Linked DNA regions of Urocitellus parryii: region 1 is linked to region 2. The links are chromatin contacts, called in public Hi-C maps. All regions are on one chromosome and are shown on one strand. Each heading gives the region's core, a stretch centred on a gene start, on an enhancer-like site or on the middle of the called end of the contact. The rest is flanking DNA. Distances are from core to core; before and after follow the strand shown. Region 1 holds the start of Cenpo (centromere protein O). Region 2 holds the start of Ncoa1 (nuclear receptor coactivator 1).

Region 1 (5,837 bases), core at 960-3,459, 270 kb after region 2:
GAAATATAAGGAAATAACCAAAATCACACCATCTAGTGAATATTTAGATGCACTTCCTTTCAAAATTAAAATCATTCTGTGTATATAATATAGCTCAACTAGCTTCATATCAATTGCACTCATATGCCATTAAATACACTTCAAACATGATTTCAGCTATTTATACAATAATACTTTATAAGGGCACAAATTAACCAAGTCTAGCACTAGAAATTTATTATTTCTACATTTTTCACCAGTACAAAGTGCTCCTTTGAAAATCTCTGCTCAAAGCTATAAGAATATCTAGGGGAACAACATTCTGGACCAAGAGAAGAACAAATACAAAGGCCACAAAGCTGAAATATGCCACGTTGAAAATTATGTATAAAGAGACACAAATGAAGTTAAAAGGGTCAGGAAGGAGACTGCATTGATAGCAAAGGGAGAAAATGAAGGAATTGTGGACTAGAGTATTAGAGTAGATTATACTGTCACAAAATAACTGAGATAATCACCTTAAAAAGAGGAAAGATTTATTTTGGCTTATAGTTTTGTAAGTTTCAGTCCATGGCCAATTTACCCTATTGCTTATGGTGAGGAGAATGTAGCAGGGAAAGCTGCTCACCTCATGGTGATCAGGAAGTAAAAATTAGGAAGAGGAGGTGTCCGGGTCTCAGTATCCCCTTTAAGGGCACATCCCCATGACCTAAAGGCTCCCGTGAGGTCCTATCCCTTAAAGTTTCTACTACCTCCCAGTACACAAAACAGGACCAAACCTTTAATTCAGAGGCCGTTAGGGGACATTTAAGGAAGCTCAAACTATAGCAGAGATGATAAGAAATTGTCAGATTCTATTATAATCTGAAATTAGAAGAAACATGATTTCTGAGTAGTCGGATATAAGGTATGGGAGAAAAATGCGTCAACATTGGTAATTTCAAGGTTTTGAACCGAATACTTGAAAGATAGATGAAGTGGTCATTAACTGAGAGTGAAAATTCTGGGTAAAACTGGTTTGGGGGAAGAGGAAGTGACTTGAAGATCATAGAATGACTTCTAGAAGACAAGAAAAACGCTTCATGTATTCCTGTTTACATCTCTGTCAGCATCTTAATTAGCCCACAATAAGGTACTACAAACTATTGAATAAATCAGGGAATGTATAATCCAAAAAAAAAAAAAAATCTGCTCAAAGCTATTTGGTTGCACCTGATTTTTTTTTCTTTTTTTTAAGAGATACAGGACTTCCAGCAGAACTGCGAGTCAAAGGGTAATTAAGATCTGTTTGGCCATCTAGACCTTACCGCTGTTTTTCAAGGTGTGCGGATTTACCGAGGTGTCTGGTATTTCCGATGCTAGGCTCAACTGATGCTATTCAAACATCTATTTACAAATAGTGTGGTGTCACACCTAGGTAAATGCACACTTCACTTTACTTCTGTATCCAAAGCGAAAAGGAAATTTTGTGTCCACATCCCTTCTGAGTTGGTTTACCTAGGCGGCATTACATCTGAGGACAGCTATACAAGGCTGGCCAGTGCGGACGCAGAAAGGCGAATGCACGAGTTAGCAGGAAAGGACTCGCTCCGCCATTCTCCGCCCTTGGAGGCGTTTCCGCAGGCCCCACCAATTTCCGGTGAGACCAGAAGGGTGCGGAGCCGTTCTTACTAACGAGCGCGATGTCCACTCTTCACAAACCAGAGGAAGTGAAGGTGCAAGGGAGAGCTCCTCGTGTAACAACCCAAGTCCCAAAACCTTTTCCAAAGTCTAAAAGTTAGAAATTCCTCCGCACTCAGACCACACCTACCCCACAGAGTTAGGCCTCAAGACCACACCCACTTCCGGTCTCGGCGTCCTCAAAGTCCCTCCCTTGGCCTGGGTGCCTCACCTCGAGAACTACTTTACGCATGCGCCCCAGCTCGCGAAGGTAAGCCGTGGTGTGCGGGTGGTCGCGGTGAAGTTGTAATGCTGCGGTAGCTGCATGACAAGCCTGCGCTACCAGTGCGCCCGCTGGCCAGGAGAACGGAGCCTGCGATAGATCTTTTCGAAGCACCAAGTATTGTACCAGGATCTGCGGCTCCGCCCCAGAGGACGCCATCTTCCTAACAACCTGAGCGGCCAGGCCTGTTCCCCGGTGCATCCTGGGATCAGGGAGGGGCCCTGAGCGCTGCCATGTTTTTGTACGGAAGGAGCGCAAAGCACGCTGGGACTGACGCTGGTTTGAAGGCGGGATGGCGGGAATTCTCTTCCCAGACTGTGGTGTGGAAGAGAGGAAGGTGAATGGAAGGCCTGTGGACCCCCTGGCAGGTAACTAGGGTGTGGGCTTTAAAAAGCTCCCGGGCTGGGCCTGCGGGGCTGCGCCCTGGGGGCGGGGAGGTGAGTCCCGTGGGGACTAGTGGGTTTTCTCGGAGCCCAGAGGGTGAGTCCAAATGGGCGTGGGTCTGACTTTGTTGCTGTTTTTCTTCTATCGTTAAGGACTTCATTAGACTTGACTGGAAAACTTCAAAGGAAAACAGGAATTTGAGGAGGAGATGGAGCGCGCACACACTTTATGTCAAGACGGTGTGTCCACAGGAGGTATTTAAAATTCGCTTTTGTCCCCTTAGTGCTGCTGCCTCAGGTAACCCGCACGCTGAAAGCCTTTTCCTTCCTGTAACTGGTGTGTGCAGTCCTGCTTAGGGTTAGAATGGTGAAAGCAGCTAACGTGGAAGACTCCAAAGAACAGCAGTCAAGAACAGGAAAAAGAATTACTTGGTGTTTCTAGGCGCCTCCTTTTGAAACTGATAGGTTGCGTTAATGATATACCAGTGTTTACATACAGAGTCGCAGCTGTAGCCAGTGAGATCTCTTTTTTTTTTTAATGCATTACTTCTGAGGGGAAATCAGTGTTGGGCAGTGAATGGATATTGCTTAGACCTGTATTTGATGTCTGGTTCTGCTTTTATAGAGTTTGCGCCCTTGAGTGAGTAACTGTATAGTTTTCTGCCTCCATTTCTTCATCTGGAACATGGAGATGAATAGTAGCATTGTTGTGTTGGTTGTGGATGTTATATACATACTTTTTTACCTGCTATATAAGTAAAGCATCTAGCACAAATGTCTTAATATGTAAGCAATGTTCAACAAATACTTTATTTTGGAGTTGATTGCCATTATGAAACAATGAACTTTAATACATAAGTGCTTAGTCTTTTGGATACTGAAATTTGCCTCTCTGTTTCTGTCCAGAAGTGAGGTTGCTTTAACTGTCCTCTATAATACCCAGTAGTATTTGTGAGCAATTCTTGTTATTGTGCTTTTCTAGTTCTGTGCTATTTTTTAGAACTTCAAGAGTGACTCTTAAGGAGTATTCAGTTTCTGAGAAAGTCAGGTGAATTTAGTATCCTTGTTTTCCTCTGAGTCCTTACTATCATAGATGACTGAAAGCCATACTCAGAAAGCTTATGCTGAGACTTTAGATAATAAACAGTCTTTGGGTTAAGATTAATTGTTACTTCAAAACTAAAAATAAGTTTGGTGACACATGCTACAGTTAGAAGTCTCTAGTCTAGGCCTAATTTTGTTTCTTTCAAAATAAGTGATGATAAACTGGCATATATACACAATGGAATATTACTCAGCAATAAAAAGAGAATAAAACCATGCCATTTGCAGGTAAATGGATGGAATTAGAGAAGATAATGCTAAGTGAAGTTAGCCAATCCCAAATAACCAAATGCCAAATGTTTTCTTTGATATAAGGAGGCTGAATCATAGTGTTTTAGGGAGAGGGATTATGGGAAGAATAGAGGAACTCTAGATAGGGCAGAGGGGTTGGAGGGGAAGGGAGGGGGTATGGAGTTAGAAATGATGGTGGAATGTGATGATCATTATTATCCAAAATACATGTATGAAGACATGATTTGGTGTGAATATACTTTGTATACAACCAGAGATATGAAAAATTGTGCTCCATATGTGTAAAAAGAATTGTAATGCATTCCGCTATCATATATAAATTAAAAAAAAAAATAAGTGATGATATGGAAGTTTTGGATCATCACCTAGACCAGTCAAAGGGTAATTCTATAATTTCTTTATTGTCTTTCCCAAATAATAATTAAACATTTAGCTGTTACCCATACTGGTTTGGGCCCTCTGCTTGGTAATTTTACCACCTTTTTGCTTATGGAATGAGATCTGTGGAAGGAGTCAATTGAGAGGAAATAGATACAGCAGAAAAAGGGATAATATAATTTGAGGCTCCTGAGAAAACGAGGAGATAGGAGTCAATAAGTAATGGTAAGAAATACAAATGAAATATGGCTATTCTGTGTATTATATTTTTATTTGTATCTCTTGCTAGTTTTTCTTTTCAGTGGGATATATATCAACCATAAGGGAATTAGGGAGTCTAGATGTCTAGTTGTTGTTTTGTTTTGTTTTGTTTTGGTTTGGGGGACCAAATTCAGGTCCTTGAGATGCCAGGCAAGTGCTGTACCATTGAGCTACATCCCCACACCTTTTTATTTTGAGACCGAGTCTTGATAAATTGTTGAGGTTAGCCTTGAACTTGCGAACCTCCTACCTCACCCTTCCAAGTAGCTGGAATTATAGGCATGTACCATGAAGCCTAGGAAGATGTCTAGTCTTTGTTGGATAGATGAATGAGATAAGTTTTTGGACTTTCTCCCTCAACGATTCTCGTGTGTATATGCTTATGAACCCTACAACACAGATGTTGGATCTACTTCAGAAACCTAATTAAATGAAGTATGGTAGTTAAAAATTATAGTCTTTGTGTAAGGGAGATTTCATCTAGACTGGTAAAACTGTTGAAGCATCCTTTTCCACAAAGAGATGTGCTTTTGTGATATTATGTAGACCTAGATAACATACTGCTGGCTAGAAAACATGAAATAGATAAATCAGATTCTCTCTCTTGTTCTCTTTGAATAGTGACCTGGTAAGGAACTATTTTTATATCAGTGTCTAACCCAAAAGGTTGATCTTTGATTTTAGTTGTCAGATCCTCTAACAATTCATCTGGCCACAAAGTTCTGGAAAAAAGAGACACCCTCTGTTCCTTCTTGAAGTGCTTGCTGTTGGTGGAAATAGAAGACCTTGTCTTGTGAAATTCCCTTTTTACTTTCCTTAGGTGTTTTAGCCCACTTGGAAAGATTAGAGGCTCAGGCGAACAAATCCCATAAAGAATCTGAAGAACTGCAGAGAGCTCAACCAGAGGAAAGTGCTCTTGAAACCAAGATTCACCAACTGAGGCACATTCGAGATAAACTAAGGGCTGAAGTGAAGCAACGGCAAGCCAGAGTGAGTAGAAGGGTAATGTTGGCAGACTTTTTAGGGTATAAAGAATAGTAGTAATCCAAGTATTGACAAATTTGTATATTATGTTTTATTATGATCTTACCATATTGTTTTCAGTCTTTAATGCTTCAATGGTCAGATCTTTAGTTACAGCTGATTATCAACTACAGTTGTCAGGTAATTATGATGGGCCCTGCACATTCTTTATAACATTACCCCAGCCTGCCCTTACAGACATCTAAGCCTCTTACCCCAATCTCAGCAGACTTGAGTCATTTGTATTTCTGTCAGTAGTGCCATCTTTCTGTCACTCACACTCAAAACCTCACAGGAAACATCAAGTCTTCCCTCTTGTCAGTTTATTTTGTAGCCAAGATCCAGTCGGCAAGACCTGTCAATTTTTCCTTTATGTATCTTTATATTTACTCCCTTCATTGCCATAGCTCAAGTATTTTCCATATATGTAGTAAAATTTTATCTAGAATTGGACACTAGGATTACTGTAGTATCGGCTAGTTGGGGTCTCTTCTAGGACTTCTACTTTTTTAATC
Region 2 (6,067 bases), core at 1,214-3,713:
AAGCAGATGGAGCCAGAGAGAAGTTGAAAATGACCAGAGAAAAGATGGCCATTTGGGAGAGATAAGACAGTGATATAAATGCTTTGGCAAGTGATTATGACTTGCAGAGAGAGGAGAAAAGAAGTCATGGATGGCTCTGGCAATATAAATCATATTTGAATTTCATTCATCATTCAACACCAGCACTGTGTATCTGGAGGATGTTTTAGAGCTAATTAAGACACTGGGCTGCAGAGTGGGGGACTGAAAGAAGGAGATTCAGGAATATGTTGACAGAAGGAGCTGTGGAAATAAACAGTCAATCTAAGTGAGAGGAGGGGAAGGAAAAAAATAAAAGCTTAAGGATAACAACATTTTATGTCTTAGCAAAGAAGGAGCAGTCAAGAAAAGTCCAGAAAACAGGCAGAGAGACAGGGGAGGAGATGCAGAAGACAGGGAAGAGAGATAAGTTTCAAAAAGAAAGAGTTAGCAGTGGCAAGTGCTGTAGAAAGGTCACATGAAAGGATTTGGCAATCAGCATTTATTGGAGACCAATGGAGACCGGAAGACCATGCATAAGTGCCTCATTCTTGGCCACCAGAGGTCAGAATAAGGTGCTCTACACAGTCTGGATTGGACTAGGGAAGTTAGGCCCAAAAGAAGGAGACAGAACTGATGAATGCCCCGTGTATTTCCAGCTATTATTGCGGGTGGCTAGAGGTAGTGTTAGAGCAGATGAGGGGGGCTGGTGTTGTAGCTCAGCAGTAGAGCGCTGGCCTAGCACATTTGAGGCCTTGGGTTGCATCCTCAGCATGACATAAAAATAAATAAATGAAGGTAAAGAAAAAAGCAGATGAGGGCAGAGCTAATGATATGCACCCAGGGACTCATTAGTAGGTCTTTGACAACAATCAGTTGGATGAATATGTAGATGAAGGAATATTTGAATGAATGCGGGTTATGGGCTAGAGGGTGTTTTATGAGAATGACCGCAATAGGAAGAGGAAGATAGAGCTGAACCTAGCAGGATGGAGTACCTGCCTGGGGAAGAAATCTCCTGCTGTCTTAGGTGCTAGGGAGGTCGGTGTTTTCAAAGAAAATGTTCATTTGGAGAAGGATGAGGGGCTTAAGGATTTACAAAGGCTACTTTTGGGAAGAAAATGCAGGAAAAGAAACAGAAGTGTTGGGCTACAGCAGCAGGAGGACAGGATTGAGGTAGGTGAGGATGGCTAAATGGGTACAAGAATTCAGAAAAAGGAAAGAGGATTTAGGGCCCTTTACAAAGCGCTTTCATGGCCAGGGAGAAGATGGGTATTATAATGCCAGCCTTTGGATAGGGCTGCTTTCCAGATAAAGCCACCACGGCATGTGAGACTGTTCTGCTGCTGTTTGATGTTTCTAGTGACAAGGAACACTCCACTTTTGGAAGTAGCACTTCCATTATAGAATAAGAAAAGGAGATAGAAAAGAAGAAAGGTGTGGGCCCCCCTTGAGGGAAAAGATCTATGAATGACAGACATTTTGGGTAATTCATGCAATTGCAGAGCCAGACGTGTCAGTCAGATCTTTTCATCTGTAAAATGAAGGGAGTAGATGAGCTTTCTTTTCCCTTGTCTAACAGTCTGTGAAATCATCTAGACAACCACCTCCCAATTTTACAGAATAAAAAACGAGGCCCGCGGGATGTGTCTCACTTAAAGTAATACAACACCGTAGTGGAGAGACAGGCACCGAGCCCACTCCTCCCGGGTCCACACGGCCTTTGGCCGCTCTACAGGCTCCCCTGGAAGATAAAGAGCAGCAGGAGGGTGCAGGCTGGGCGGCCCGGGCTGGGGCACCCAGGGGTTGGAGGCCGCTTCCCGGCATTGGGCAGAGGACCGCCCCGAGGGGAGGGCCAGCTGGGAAGAGTTCGGGCCTCCTTTCCCACACTTCGTTAGGACCCGGGCCGGGGCGGACCTGCAGCCGACAGAGGGCGCGGGGCGGCTTCTGGCTCCTCGGGCCGGGAGGGTAGGTGGGGGCGCGCTGGCCCGGGCGCGCCGTCGGAGCTCGCGGGCACCGAGTCGCCCGGGCCCCGGCAGCCGAGCGGGCGGGGGCTGGCGGCGGGCGGGGCGGGGCGGGGCGGCCTGAGCGGGGCGGGGCGGGGCGGGGCGCAGAGGGGGCGGGCCGTGAGCGGGGGGCGGTGGCGGCGGCGGCGGCGGCCGAGCAGGAGGAGAACATGGCGGCCGCGGAGAGCGGCTGAAATGCCTGTTCTTCAGGCCAGGCGAGCGGGAGACTGACGCTGCTTGCCGAGCCCTGTCCTCCGACGGCTGGACCGCGGCCTCGAGCGCCTCGGTCGCCTGTTCGCCGCTGCACCTTCGGGCAGAGCCTGCTCTGGGGTCGTTCTGCATCCCCCTGCGAGGGGACCCGTGCTCCGGAGGAGGGGGCCGGAGAGCCGCGGCTGCAGCCGCCTGGGCCCCGGGGGCTGGGCGCCGGGCCGAGGAGCGGCGGAGGCCGCGGCGGCGCCGCTACGGTCGCGGACGAGCGCGGCGCCCGTGAGCGCGGCCCAGAGGCGGCGGCGACGGCGGCAGGTGAGTGGCGGCGGCGGGCGCGGAGCCTCGCGGTGGGTGCAGCTGTCACGAGCCGCGCGGCCGCCGAGGCCCTAGGGGGCGGGGAGCAGCTGGCGCCCTCCGCCCCTGCTCGCCTTTCTCTCGGTTTCATCTCCCCCTCCCACTTTCCCCGAGTTCCCCTCCTGGCCTGGCGCGGCTGGAGGGGCCGAGGTCGCAGCTGTCACCGGCACCAGCTGGGGGCTGCTCCCCGGCGAGGGAGCTCGCTGCAGAGCGCCTCGCCTGCGCCTCTCTCCCAGTTGCCCTAGTTAGCCGAGGGCGAGCATCCGCGGAGGACGCGCGAGGCTGCGCGGCGCGGGCCGGGTGGGGAGCGGGCGCCCCGAGCCGCCGCGGAGAGGGGGAGCCGGAAGTCAGCGCGGGCGCCCCTCGGCCCCGAGGAGCGCCGTGACCTTGGCCAGCCCGCCAACCTCTCCGAGTCTCGTCTCCTGCACCGCGAAATGGGGGCGACCCCGGCGTACCTCTCCGTAGGCGCAGCCTTCGACGGCACTTGCGCTTAGCCCCGCGCTCTTGCCTTCTCTGCCCGGGACCAGGGACTTGGGAGGTAGAAATGGGTGGATAAAGCCGATTTTCCTGTTACGACTGGGGTTTGGTCCCTTTCCTGGGATTCTGCCCGAAAGGACTTAGGAAGGGAAGCAAAGGTGTTGACTAGACGATTGGGAGGTGGGGTTGGTTAGTGGTCAGGGACAGAACTCTCCTGGTCCCTTGGAAGAGACAGAAATCGGACACCAGGGTCCCTCGTCCTTACTACCCGGCTGTGGTGTTTTTCTTTCTTTTTTTCCCATTTTCTTTTAATAAAAGCAGTCACTCCCATGGGTCAGACACTGACTGGTCTAAGGATGTTCGAGGGAGAACGGAGGGGTTGACACGGCAGCCCGTGAGACAAGGACAGGCCGCCGTGCTGTGGCCGCAGAGTTTGGTGGGGAGGAAAACTTTAAGCTGGAGAGTCTGTTATCCTTTCTTGCCCGCCTCTCCTCCTCTATTGTGGAGGCGTTGAAGAGGCAGGTGTCCTTGTGGAGAAGGTGACACTTTTTCTTTTGAGACAGTGAATTTTTAATGTCGAGTATTTGGTTGGTGAATGAAGGGTCCTCGAGGGAATTGCGGTCCCAGCACCTCAGTGGATGGCAAGAGGAACTCTTTGGCCATGATTTGTGAGGCATGATGCTTAGACTTAAGTGATGAAGAAAATCAAGCGTCCGTGTAAGACATTACTACCTTGAAGTTTAGGTATTGGACAGTTGTAGGGGTGGATTTTAAGGGTTAAATTTGTTTGAGGTTTTTCCTCTGCTTTGCTTAGGGAATTGGTGGGAGGTTAGTCTTAAAAAAAAGTTGGCCAAAGGGGCCTCTCTGTTAGTTTCACAGAAGCTGTGATGTAGGAAGGGGTCGAATTTCTTCATGTTGGGAATAAAGTGAAAAGAAAGTATTTGCGCATTTGCTCGGGTTTTTTGGCTCTTGAACTAGAAGTAGTTTTGGGTTAAAGGTAGCAGTGGGGTTTGATAAATAGGCATTCTTTGAGCAGTTTGTCATAAACTAGATAAAATGGAAGTGTTTCTACTATATCTCCTGTACCTTGTGGGAAGGTCTAAAATTGCTTCCGTGAACCAGTGTCTACTGTTTTCTCTCTTATTTCTTATTCAGACTTTATATTTAGGGAGCAGTGGGTAAAAAGGGGGGCCTGAATAGGGAAAATTTGGAGAGAAAATGGAGGTATTTGGTTTGATTTTTTGTAGACATTCTGCACTACTTATTTAATCTCCATTGAACTTTGGGTTATAAGGTGCAAATTTGAATTTCACAAAGTTATAGTTAATCTCTTCCTTATTTCTATCTGAGAAAATTTGTAAGATTGTGTCTATTAAATTGCTTTTTCGTGTGGTTTAAGCCAAAGGAGTGTTTTAGATCTGCATTTTTAGGTAAGTGGTTTTATTGAAAAAACAGTGCTTGATGGAACTAATAGTGATTGTTCCACTTAAACTGGGATTATATAGACAATGCATTTTCCTCCCTCTTTCTGCCAACATTTGTTTTTCTTTCTCCCTCAATTCCAGGGTTTCATTTCTAGAAATCTGGACTGGAAACAGAAGCAGCAGTTTGTATAATCCCAAGAACTTGCTTATGCCAGGAAGCTGTAAGGGTAACATGAAGTGGGTGTGATATAAAGATACTGCTATTACTTCAGACATTTAACTGTTAAGGGAGCCTCAGGTCAAACTTTATATTTTGCTGAATTTCCTGTTTTCTTATATGTGTTAATCTTTTGGTGGGCAGAGGATTGGGTTGCTATGGTGCCGACTGGTGTATATTGTGAAAGTGTTGGCAAATTTATAAAGAAAGGTGGTAAACAAGCCTAAATAACTTAAAGATGTTCCTAGCATGAAGTGTTTTCTGCTTGTCCTCTTGACCCTGCTAATTCAGTGAGTGGTGTTTGCTAGAACTAAATGTTAAGTAAGTGATAAGGGTGGTATGGAAGTGCTGAAAGGTATAGTGGGAGAGAGAGTATCTTAGACATCCCTTGAAAATCTTTTTTTTTTTCTAGTGGATTATTTATCAAACTGTGATTTCTAATTGTTTTTAAGGACATTTTAGCTCTTGTTGCTCAGTTGTCATCAATTTTATATTCCTTCTCTTAGATACTACCTCTGTTTCTTATTTTAGTTTGTATTTTTTGGCCCCATCTCTCAAGGACTTCACATTGTTTGAGTGTAATGTTGCATATCTTATGGAGTTGTTTGGCCTTAAGCCATATGGCCTAATTTAACTTTCATTTTAGGGCAGATATGGGAGGTCAATACAGGCAGACAACACTGCATAGAATCCCCTAAGTCATGGAGCATAGGAGATCCCCAGGATGCTCATTAATGTCTTGGCAATGATTTCACCTTCTAAATATGATAATCACAGGAATTCTCAAAGGGCCATCCATTACTTTACTGGCAGATGTCCAAAAATGTTATGGTGTACACTTTTCTGTATTACCTGCAAATACTGGATGCTGAGGTGGGTGTGGAATTTAGATGAAAGATTTCTGTTTGAGGAGTTGGATGACAGAGCCCTATTATCTATTAGTCTGGGCTAAAATTCTCCCCACCTTATATAAAGTTCCTGTGTGTTTGGACAGATTGGACTAGGGAAAGAACTTCTTGATTGTTTCTCTTTCACGTTAATCAGTAGCTTATGCTTTGGTCATTGGCTACGGAGAACAGACTTCATGGTCTCAGATCTTTTTCTTACCTCATGAAAGTGATATCTAGACATTTTAAATGTTGCTTGTCTTTTCTTATATTTTAGTTAGACTGTGTACCTTTCCCTCAACATATGGTGTCAGAAGTCATACAGTGGCCTAGTTGCAACTGGCCACTATTGATTGCTTAATTTAAGGATGTACAGATTATTTTTTTATAGCCTAGTTCTGGAAAATGATTTGTAAGTGTATAGTACTTGGATTAGTATAGAGTGTAGAAATGATTATTTTGTATTTCTGCCAGATG

Evidence for each region. A called contact is a pair of places that touch in the nucleus more often than the background predicts.
Region 1: a contact with region 2 is called in a Hi-C map of liver, with 5 times the contacts expected there. The contact joins the promoter of Cenpo here to the promoter of Ncoa1 in region 2. A contact is called at or near these places in 2 of 2 Hi-C or Micro-C datasets (liver and muscle).

The regions. Positions count from the first base shown.
Region 1 is chr12:49,837,755-49,843,591 of mUroPar1.hap1, forward strand. Cenpo (centromere protein O) reads left to right here and starts at 2,210. Exons shown (of 7, transcript XM_026398455.2): 1 at 2,210-2,289; 2 at 2,458-2,559; 3 at 5,120-5,289. The coding sequence starts at 2,514. It overlaps Ptrhd1 (peptidyl-tRNA hydrolase domain containing 1), which reads right to left and starts at 2,224. Exons shown (of 2, transcript XM_026398675.2): 1 at 1,871-2,224. The coding sequence starts at 2,122.
Region 2 is chr12:49,570,829-49,576,895 of mUroPar1.hap1, forward strand. Ncoa1 (nuclear receptor coactivator 1) reads left to right here and starts at 2,464. Exons shown (of 21, transcript XM_026385104.2): 1 at 2,464-2,546.